2 separate regions of the Sminthopsis crassicaudata genome follow, and region 1 is linked to region 2. The links are chromatin contacts, called in public Hi-C maps. All regions are on one chromosome and are shown on one strand. Each heading gives the region's core, a stretch centred on a gene start, on an enhancer-like site or on the middle of the called end of the contact. The rest is flanking DNA. Distances are from core to core; before and after follow the strand shown. Region 1 holds the start of WDR38 (WD repeat domain 38). Region 2 holds the start of OLFML2A (olfactomedin like 2A).

Region 1 (4,600 bases), core at 280-2,779, 170 kb before region 2:
GTTTCTTACCTGGGATCCACTTCACTCTTATGAGACTCCTTTTTTCATCCTTTGAAATGAGTGTAGACCAAATAATCTCTGCCAAGCTAATCGTCTGACTTTTAAGACATTTCCCATGACATCATCACACTTTGACAAATATACAAATGACTATAATACATAATAACATCAAATAGAATCACAAACATGTAATGTTTGATGTGACATCTGAAAAGACTTGGAAGAAAATCAAGAATACTTCATGAAAGAAAGGGCTTTGAATTGGGGTTTAAAGGAGAGATAGGAATCCAACAGGAAGAGGGGAAAAGAAGACATGGATTAATGAGATAATGTGAGTAGTCACACATAGGGAGAAAGCATTGGGACATTTGCTGTGTGTTAAGGAGTCCAGTTTGGCTGAAGCATACAATGATAGTACAGGGAAAGAAAAAATAAAATATAAAGCCGAAAAGGTGGGAGTAATGTCTGCCTTGAATGCCTAGAGGAAGGATCTGAATTGAGAAAGCCAATAGGAAACTTTGAAAGATTTTAAGCAAAGCAGTGTAATACATATATACATATTTTAATATTGCTGGACTTCAGTTTCCTCCTTTCTAAAATGAAGGGCTATCCTTTTTGATCTGATTTTTCTTGTGCAGCATGATAATTGTGGAAATATGTATAGAAGAATTGCACATATTTAACATATATTGGGGGATTGGAAGGGATAGGGAGAAGGGAGGGAGGAAAAAGAATTTGGAATATAAGGTTTTGCAAGGATGAATGTTGACAATTATCTATACATGTGTTTTGAAAAGAAAAAGCTTTATTTAAAAAAAATAATAAAATGTAGGGCCTGAACTAAATGACCAATAAGGTCTCTTCCAGGTCTATCCTATTAGTTCCTATAGTATTCCACCTAACTCCGAGGTGAGTTGATTAAAAGGGTAGCAACACCATTTTAAGAAGCCATTGCAATCGTCCATCTGGATTGGAATTGTTTTAGAGAGAATAGAGAGGGATCAGACATAATAAGACTGACTCCCTGGGTACATGAAATGAGGAAAAGGGAACTTGTCTGAGATAAACATCAAAGAATCTAATCTGGACTGGATGATTCCCCCAGACTGCATTAGTGAAGTCAGCAGAGGTAGCAAGCTGGGGGGAAATTAGATTGGGGTGCTGGCAGAATGCAGCATCTGGGGAAAGAGGTTGTGGGATGCTCCAGGGCCCAGAAAGGCCCCTCTTCCAACTGACCACAGCTTTGGCCCCCATCCGTACCCCCGCTTACCTCCCCTTTGTGACGACTGAAGTATTTTATACTCCCCACGGTCAAAGGCGCCCAATCCGTTCTAGCTAGTGAGGGCGGGGTCGGAGGGGTCTGGATGGAGGACTCAGATGTGGCTTCAGATCTAGCTTTGTGGGGGCTTCGATCGCGGGGGCCGCGATCCCCGAACCTCCCCCGCACCGCGGGCATCTCTCTTACGGCGACTGCCGACCTGGGCATGCTAGGGCTGTTCTGGGCTAGCAAGGAGAGGGGTGGGGGATGTGTACGCTGGGGTTTCCATGGTGACCGCCCCGCCCGGTTTCCTCCCCTTCGTTGCTCTGCTCCAAAATCCGGCTTAAAGCCACTGGGGGGCGCTGTTAGCATCCCCAAACAGCAGCTATTAAACGCTTAGTGTGTACCGAGAATCCCTGGCAGTACGCGGGAGATGCAGGAGAGCCCAGACTTCGTGAATTTAGGCAATATGGTGCAGTGGAGAATAAAAATATACTGTTGGCTTCGCCACTAAATATGAACTCAGAGCCAGAGCCAGCTTTCCACGGTCCCTTTTTGAGACTGTTTACTCACCTTTTTATTTTTTTTTTAAGGAGAAAAATATAAACCTTATGAGGGGGGTTTAAAAACTATTTGTAGGATCATAGCTGGAAGGGACTTCACAGGTGGGCGAGACTGGAATCAAACCTGTAGTTGCAGAGGCTCATCACAAGTTGTGACATCTTGAACGGACATTGGACTAGACGAAGATGTAATTGAAAAATACCTAACGAAATAGATAAAAATAAAGCAGCAACATACAATAGATTGCAAATGTAAAAATACAATAGGACATAATGTTAATAATATAAGACAAAGAGGTGGCACAGGAAACTCATCCTTCCGAGTTCAAATCTAGCTTCAAACACTTACTAACTATATAACCCTGGGCAAGATTAGCTACCAAACTGTTTGCCTCAGTTTCCTCATCTATAAAATGAGTCTGATAAGGAAAATGGTACTCCAGTATCTTTGCCAAGAAAACCCCGGATAGGGTCACAGTCATGTCTGACTGAACAACAGAATGTGAATGTGAACCTTTATAAGTCAATGTGCAGCCCTTATATACAGGGCAGTGGTCCTCATTTTTATATGTATTTGACTCCATTGATGTAGACCAACTCCTTCATTTTTCTATGAAGGATGAAGGAAACTGAGGCCCAGGAGGATTGAAGGCCAGGAAGGTAATCATCAGAGGAAGGTACTCTGGCTACCTACTTCTAGGTCCTCTGACTCCAGAGGCAGTGATTGATCTGAAAGATTTCATATCTTATCACTCTGGGTACCATATGGAACCTACCATGTTTCCTGAATTGCCAGCGTCCCTGATGGCAAGCCAGTGATTTACCTCTCTGAACTAACAGCCTGGTCCTGGGACAACATACACATGTAGAGTGTCACCAGGCCCACAGCTGAAATTTTTACTTAACCCAGGGCTACCTGCATGTAATGTATCAGAAGAGGCTCTGTGGGAGTCAGATTATGATAAATACAAAACAACTGAGAGCTTGGAGCAGGTAGAAGGGATTGCCACTAGAAAGGGCAAGCAGGGGAGGCTTTTGGGAAACGGGAGCACCTGAGGTTTTCCTAGAAAGAAGATTCAATACACTTGGGAAGAAAAATGTCATTTGCATTCAGAGAGAATTATAATTTTGTGTGATTGTTATTTGTTTGCTTGTTTTTTGTTTTTTTTTCCTCTTCCCTGTCATTTCCCCCCTTTGGTATGATTTTTCTTGTGCATCATGACAAATTTGCAAATATATTTAAAATGATAGCACATATTTAATCTCTATCAGATTGCTTGCTGTCTTGGGGAAAGGGGAGGTGAGGGAGGGAGAGAAATTTGGAACACAAAAGTTTTACAAAAATGAATGTTGAAGGTCATCTAGGTGGTGCAGTGCATAGAGCACCAGCCCTGAAGTCAGGAGGATCTGAGTTCAAATTTGACCTCAGACACATAATACTTCCTGGCTGTGTGACTCTGGGAAAGTCACTTAACCCCAATTGCCTCAGCCAAAAAAAAAAAAAAAAAAAAAAGAATGTTGAAATATAACTTTACAAGTATTTGGAAAAATAATATACTATTTAGAAAATGAAGGCAAGGAGTAGGAGTAGGTATGAGGATGGTCTTTGCAGTACACCACACTATCCTAAAAGCTATTGTCTTTTACTCAGATCTGACTCTTGTGACCCCATTTGGAGTTTTCTTGGCAAAGATAATGGAGGGGTTGGCCATTTCCTTCTCTGTATCATTTTACAGTGAGGAAACTGAGGCAGACAGTTGTAATGATTTGCCCTAGACCATTACAGCCAGGAAGTGTCTGAGGAGGGATTAGAATGCAAGATGAGTATGCATATGGTGCCACCTAGTAAAGCATTTTAAGGCTTGCCCTTGACAATTTTCGATGATTGGTACTAATAAAGTAAGGCAAGATCGGGGACACTTTCTAGTAGATAATGTAATTCAATTTAATTCAATAACCTTGGGAATCTCATAGTTGCTGGCAGACTCTTAAGCTCCTTGAGGGCAGGGACCATCTCCCTTTTGTCTTGACACCTAGGAGATGTTTGCTTGCCAAATGTTGGTAAATTCAGCATTTCAAACTCAAAACCAGATTTCTGAATCATAGAATCTCTGAATTGGAAGATTTCAAAGGCCTTCTTGTCCAGCCCATTTCCTCAACAAAAATTCTCCCTACAACAACCCCAGCCTTTATCTGAATGCCTGCCATGACAGGGAACTCATTACTTTATATGATAAAACCCATTTCATTTTTAGATGTGGTTGATTATTAGAATGTTTTTCTTACAGTGAGCTCAAATTTATCTCTTTGAGATCAATTCTCTCTCCCTCCCTGCCCATTACTTCTAGTGCTACCTTGCTGAGCCAAGTATAATGAATTATTACTCTTCCATGTCATAGCCCTTCAGATATTTGAAACAATTTTACTGTCCTTACTAATTCTTCCTTATCTGGTAGAGTGTGTAGTCTTCTCACTATTCTGGTTACATTCCGCTAGACATATTCTACCTTGTTAATGACCTTCCTATGTAAGAAAGAGCATAGTAGGACTACCATTTCTTTAGTCTTAGGTACTATTGATATATCTTTTACTGTTGTGTGATCCGGTCTCTCAGTTTCTTCATTTGTAAAATAATCCTAATGACTTTCTCAATTTTAATTGAGCCCATGACCATATGATGTTCATCTTCATGCATTTGTGCAAGCTGGCTCACATGCTTGGAATCCAGTTCTTCTTAGTTTCTGCCTCTCAGAATCCTGAACTCTCTTTATGGTTTGAC
Region 2 (4,030 bases), core at 449-2,948:
GAGCTCCACTTTTTTTCTGCTTGGCTGAGGCAGCCAGAAGTACAGGGACAGGGCAAGAGTCTGAAAAAGACAGATTTAGATTGACATCCAGTAACTTGATCTTTATGACTAGAAGACTTCAGTGAGTGTGGAAACTACTTATTGAAGTTGTTTAAAGGACATTCTTGGTCAGATAAAACCTGGACTGGATGAGTCTTCAAGTCCTTTCCCATCTTAAGATTCTTTGCTACATTGTAGCTCTGTGTGTAATTTGTGATCCCTGTGAAATACTAGATAAATGGTACTTATTATCATTATGTTCTAAGCTCCTTCTCCACTCTTCTACAAATTAAGTGAAATTGCATTTCCAGAGGATCTCAGTAAATCACTTGGCATCTGAGGATCAGAGGAGAGATGTATAAGAAAAAGTACAGGAGACTCCAGTTGCACCAAAAGTCTTTCCCCTCCTCTCCATGCTCAATGGAAAGAGAAGATACGGGGCAGCTAGGTGGTGCAGTGGATAAAGCACCAGCCCTGAAGTCAGGAGGACCGGAGTTCAAATGTGGTCTCAGACACTTAACACTTCCTAGCTGTGTGACCCTGGGCAAGTCACTTAACCCCAATTGCCTCAGCAAAAAAAAAAAGAAAGAAAGGATACTTCCCTACAGGTCACCTCATTGCAGACAGGCATTTGTACCACTTTTTATGTTATACTTTTCTGGTGAAAACCCCACCAGAGACTAGGTGAGCCAGCTGCCACAGGCTGTAGAAGTGTCCCGCCTCCTTTTTCTTTGAGTTCCCAGACGGTATTGGCTCTTATTCCCTTCCCCATGTTCAGTGGGGGGATCCTTCTCCCCTACCCCCTTCCCTCCCACCCTCCCATCGGAGGGCTCGTAGCTAGCGAAAGGTCTGGAGGGACCACAGGACAGAAGAGAGCTGGACAAGACTGGAGAATGCACAATGTTCTAACACAGAGAATATGTGACTAGAAGGGACCTCGGAGGTCATCTGGGACAAGTCTCTCATTTTACAGATTTGAAGGAAAAACACCTGGTCTCAGATGCTGAATCCGCTGTATTATTCACCTAACTTAGTAAGAATTTAAACGGGCTGAGATGCGCGCCAGGCGGGGTGCTGCCGAACGGAGAAGGCACTGCTCAGGATGCCTCCTCCGGGATCCCGTCCCCTCTCCCAGCCCAGCCCGCTCCCCGCCAGAACCCGGCCTTCTTTCCCCACGCCGCACAGCGCCCGGTCCCGTGCCAGCGGTCAGCTTTCCCGGGGGTGGGGGTGGGGAGCGCTTCTAAAGAGAAGAACGGTTCCTGGGCTTTAGCAGAGTGCTGACGGGCCTCAGTTTCCCCACCTTTAAAGCCGGACCAGGATGGGAGGGGGCCTTCCGCCCTCTGACGTTCTAAGTCCTGAGGTAACTGGCCTCGGAAGGTCCCTCCAGCCTGACACTCTAAGGTCCTTCCGAGGACTCCAAAGGTACGCGACGAAGGGGGCGAGGAGGGCATGGGAGGCGCCCCCCAGCTCTTCAGCACCTACCTTGCTGTTGGCCCTCACTGCGGCCACGTATAGCACCAGCGGCAACCACAGCAGTCCGCGTCGGGCCATTGCTCGGGCTGGACAGCTGGACAAGCCAGACGGGCGGCTGGGCCGGGCTCCGCTCGCGCTTAAGTCCCGGAGCTCCCGCCGCTCTCTCAGCACCCCGCCCTCGCCGGCCCGGCTGGTGTAGGGGCCGGCCGGGGGGTGGGGCCGGAGCGGCCCGCCCCACCCCCCCATCCCTTACCCCTGGGATCATGGGCTGGGCTCCGGCCCCCGCCCCGCCCCGCCCATCCCTCCGGCCCCCAACCCTCGGTCCTGGCACTTTCCCACTAGCCTAGTGGCTTGTTTGAATTTACGGCTCCCTTTCCTCAACGGGGCAAGTTTTTTCTTTTCGTTTCGTTTCTTTTTTTAAATTAAAGTGTATTGAGAGCATTTTGTTTGGAGAATTTCACAACCTAGAGATAGCCTTAGACACTGGGAGTGCGATATCAAAACCGAGATGAGGAGGGGTCACTCCTCATTTCTCCTCAGCTTTTTCCTAGCTCTCCTCTTCCTTATTCACCATTCCCGCCCCGCATCCTGACTATTTAACGTACTTCTTCCCTGTTTTTCTCTTTCTAATCCCTCCCTGTACCTCGTCTTTTCCCCCTTACTTCGGTAACGTCTGCCTTTCCTATCTCAGTTTATGTCTCAACTTCTATCTTTTTCTCGCTTTCTTCTTTTTTGCTTGAATTTAACTCAGTGTCTCTCTGTCTCTCTCCCTCCTCCGCCCAGACTAATTGCTTCTCTATTCCGGAGCACAGATTTCTATGCCGCGACCCTCAGTTCTGCTTTCTCTAGCCAAACACGTGGAGCCAACGACGAGCCCGACTCGTTACTACGGGGCTTTTAGCTTACGGTTTCCCGCTCTTTCAAGTCCTGCCCGACTCTTCAGGACCTTATGAGAAAGTGGAGCGGTTTGCCATCTCCTTCCCCAGCTCGTTTTTTGTTAAGGTAAAAAAGGCAAGTGGGGTTCAGTGATTTGCCCAGGGTCACACAGCTTAGTAAATGATTCGGGAAGGTGAGGTCTCTGACTCCAGGCCTGGCACTACCCACTGCACCACCTGGCTCCCGTATTTCCCACTCTAGAGCAATCTTCATTTATTCTTTCATCACACATAGCTTTCCACCGGAAGTAAGAATGTACGCTCCTTGAGGGTAGGCAGTTACTTTGTTCCGTTCCTTCTTATACTTCCAGTCCCCGGCACGGAGCTTTGCATCCAATAGTTATTTTATTATTTACATAACTTAGTAAAAGTTTAAATTGATTGAACTGTGTGCCAGGGTAGTACCAAGCAGGTGGGCTGGAGGGCAAAAGATGTAGATTACACTTCTGGCTCTGCCCTTTACAATTATGTACTTGGATAGAGCACCAGCCTTGAATTCAGGAGGACCTGAGTTCAAATCTGATCTCAGACACTTAACATTTCCTAGCTGTGTGACCCTGGGCAAGTCACTTAACCCCAGCCTCAGGAAACAAACAAACAAACAAACAAAAACAATTATGTATTTTCAGTTAAACCTTTCCTCTTTCTATACAATGGGGTCAAGGATACTGCTCCCGGCTATTGTGAGGTAAATGATTTGTGAATTTTATTCTCTGAGAGAAGACTGGAAAGAAAAAGAAAAAAGAATTACAATAGAAAATGACAAAGTTCACCAATAACTTTCTCAATATCCTTAAGGATATTTCTCCTTTCCCCTTTCCCTCTACTCCATCCTTCAACATCTTCCTCCTAATCTCCCCTCAGCCCCTTCAGTCCAAAAAGAATAAAGCCTCAGAATCTCTGAGCTGGGGCAGTCTTCAGAGGTTAATTGCTTCCCCCTCTCCCCAAGTCTTTTAGAATATGATGGTCTCTTTTAAAATATTTTAGAAAAATGTTTGTAGGAGCTCTTTTTGTAGTGGGAAGAAAGTGGAGCCAATCAGTTGGGGAATGGCTGAATAATTTATGCTATATGAATGTAATGGAATATTATTGTTCTATAAAAAATGGGCTAATTTCAGAAAAGCCTTCCTGGAAAGACTTACATGAATTGATGCTAAGTGAAGTGAGTAGAATCAAGAGAACATTGTACACAGCAACAAGATTATGTGATGATCAATTTGATGGACTTGGCTCTTTTCAACAATGAGATGATTCTAGGAAATTCCAATAGACATGTGATGGAAAGTGCCATCCACATCCAGAGAGAGCTATGGAGCCTGAATGTGGATCAAAGCATAGTATTTTCACCTTTTTTGTTGTTCATTTATTTTTTACTTTCTTGTTTTCTTTTTTTCCTTTTGATCTGATTTTTCTTGTGCAGTCTGATGAATATGGAAATATGTTTAGAAGAATCGCACAGGTTTAACCTATATTGGATTGTTTGCTGTCATGGAGAAGGAGGAGGAGGGAAAGGAGAGAAAAAACAAAACAAAACTTGGAAGACAAGGTTTTGCAAAGATTGAAAAGTTGAAAACTATCTTTGA

Evidence for each region. Hi-C and Micro-C count contacts between places; a contact is called where the count stands out from the background.
Region 1: a contact with region 2 is called in a Hi-C map of hippocampus, with 2.9 times the contacts expected there. The contact joins the promoter of WDR38 here to the promoter of OLFML2A in region 2. A contact is called at or near these places in 2 of 2 Hi-C or Micro-C datasets (fibroblasts and hippocampus).

The regions. Positions count from the first base shown.
Region 1 is chr2:467,321,407-467,326,006 of ASM4859323v1, reverse strand. WDR38 (WD repeat domain 38) reads right to left here and starts at 1,529. Exons shown (of 9, transcript XM_074293066.1): 1 at 1,271-1,529. The coding sequence starts at 1,486.
Region 2 is chr2:467,147,899-467,151,928 of ASM4859323v1, reverse strand. It overlaps OLFML2A (olfactomedin like 2A), which reads right to left and starts at 1,698. Exons shown (of 8, transcript XM_074293065.1): 1 at 1,522-1,698. The coding sequence starts at 1,590.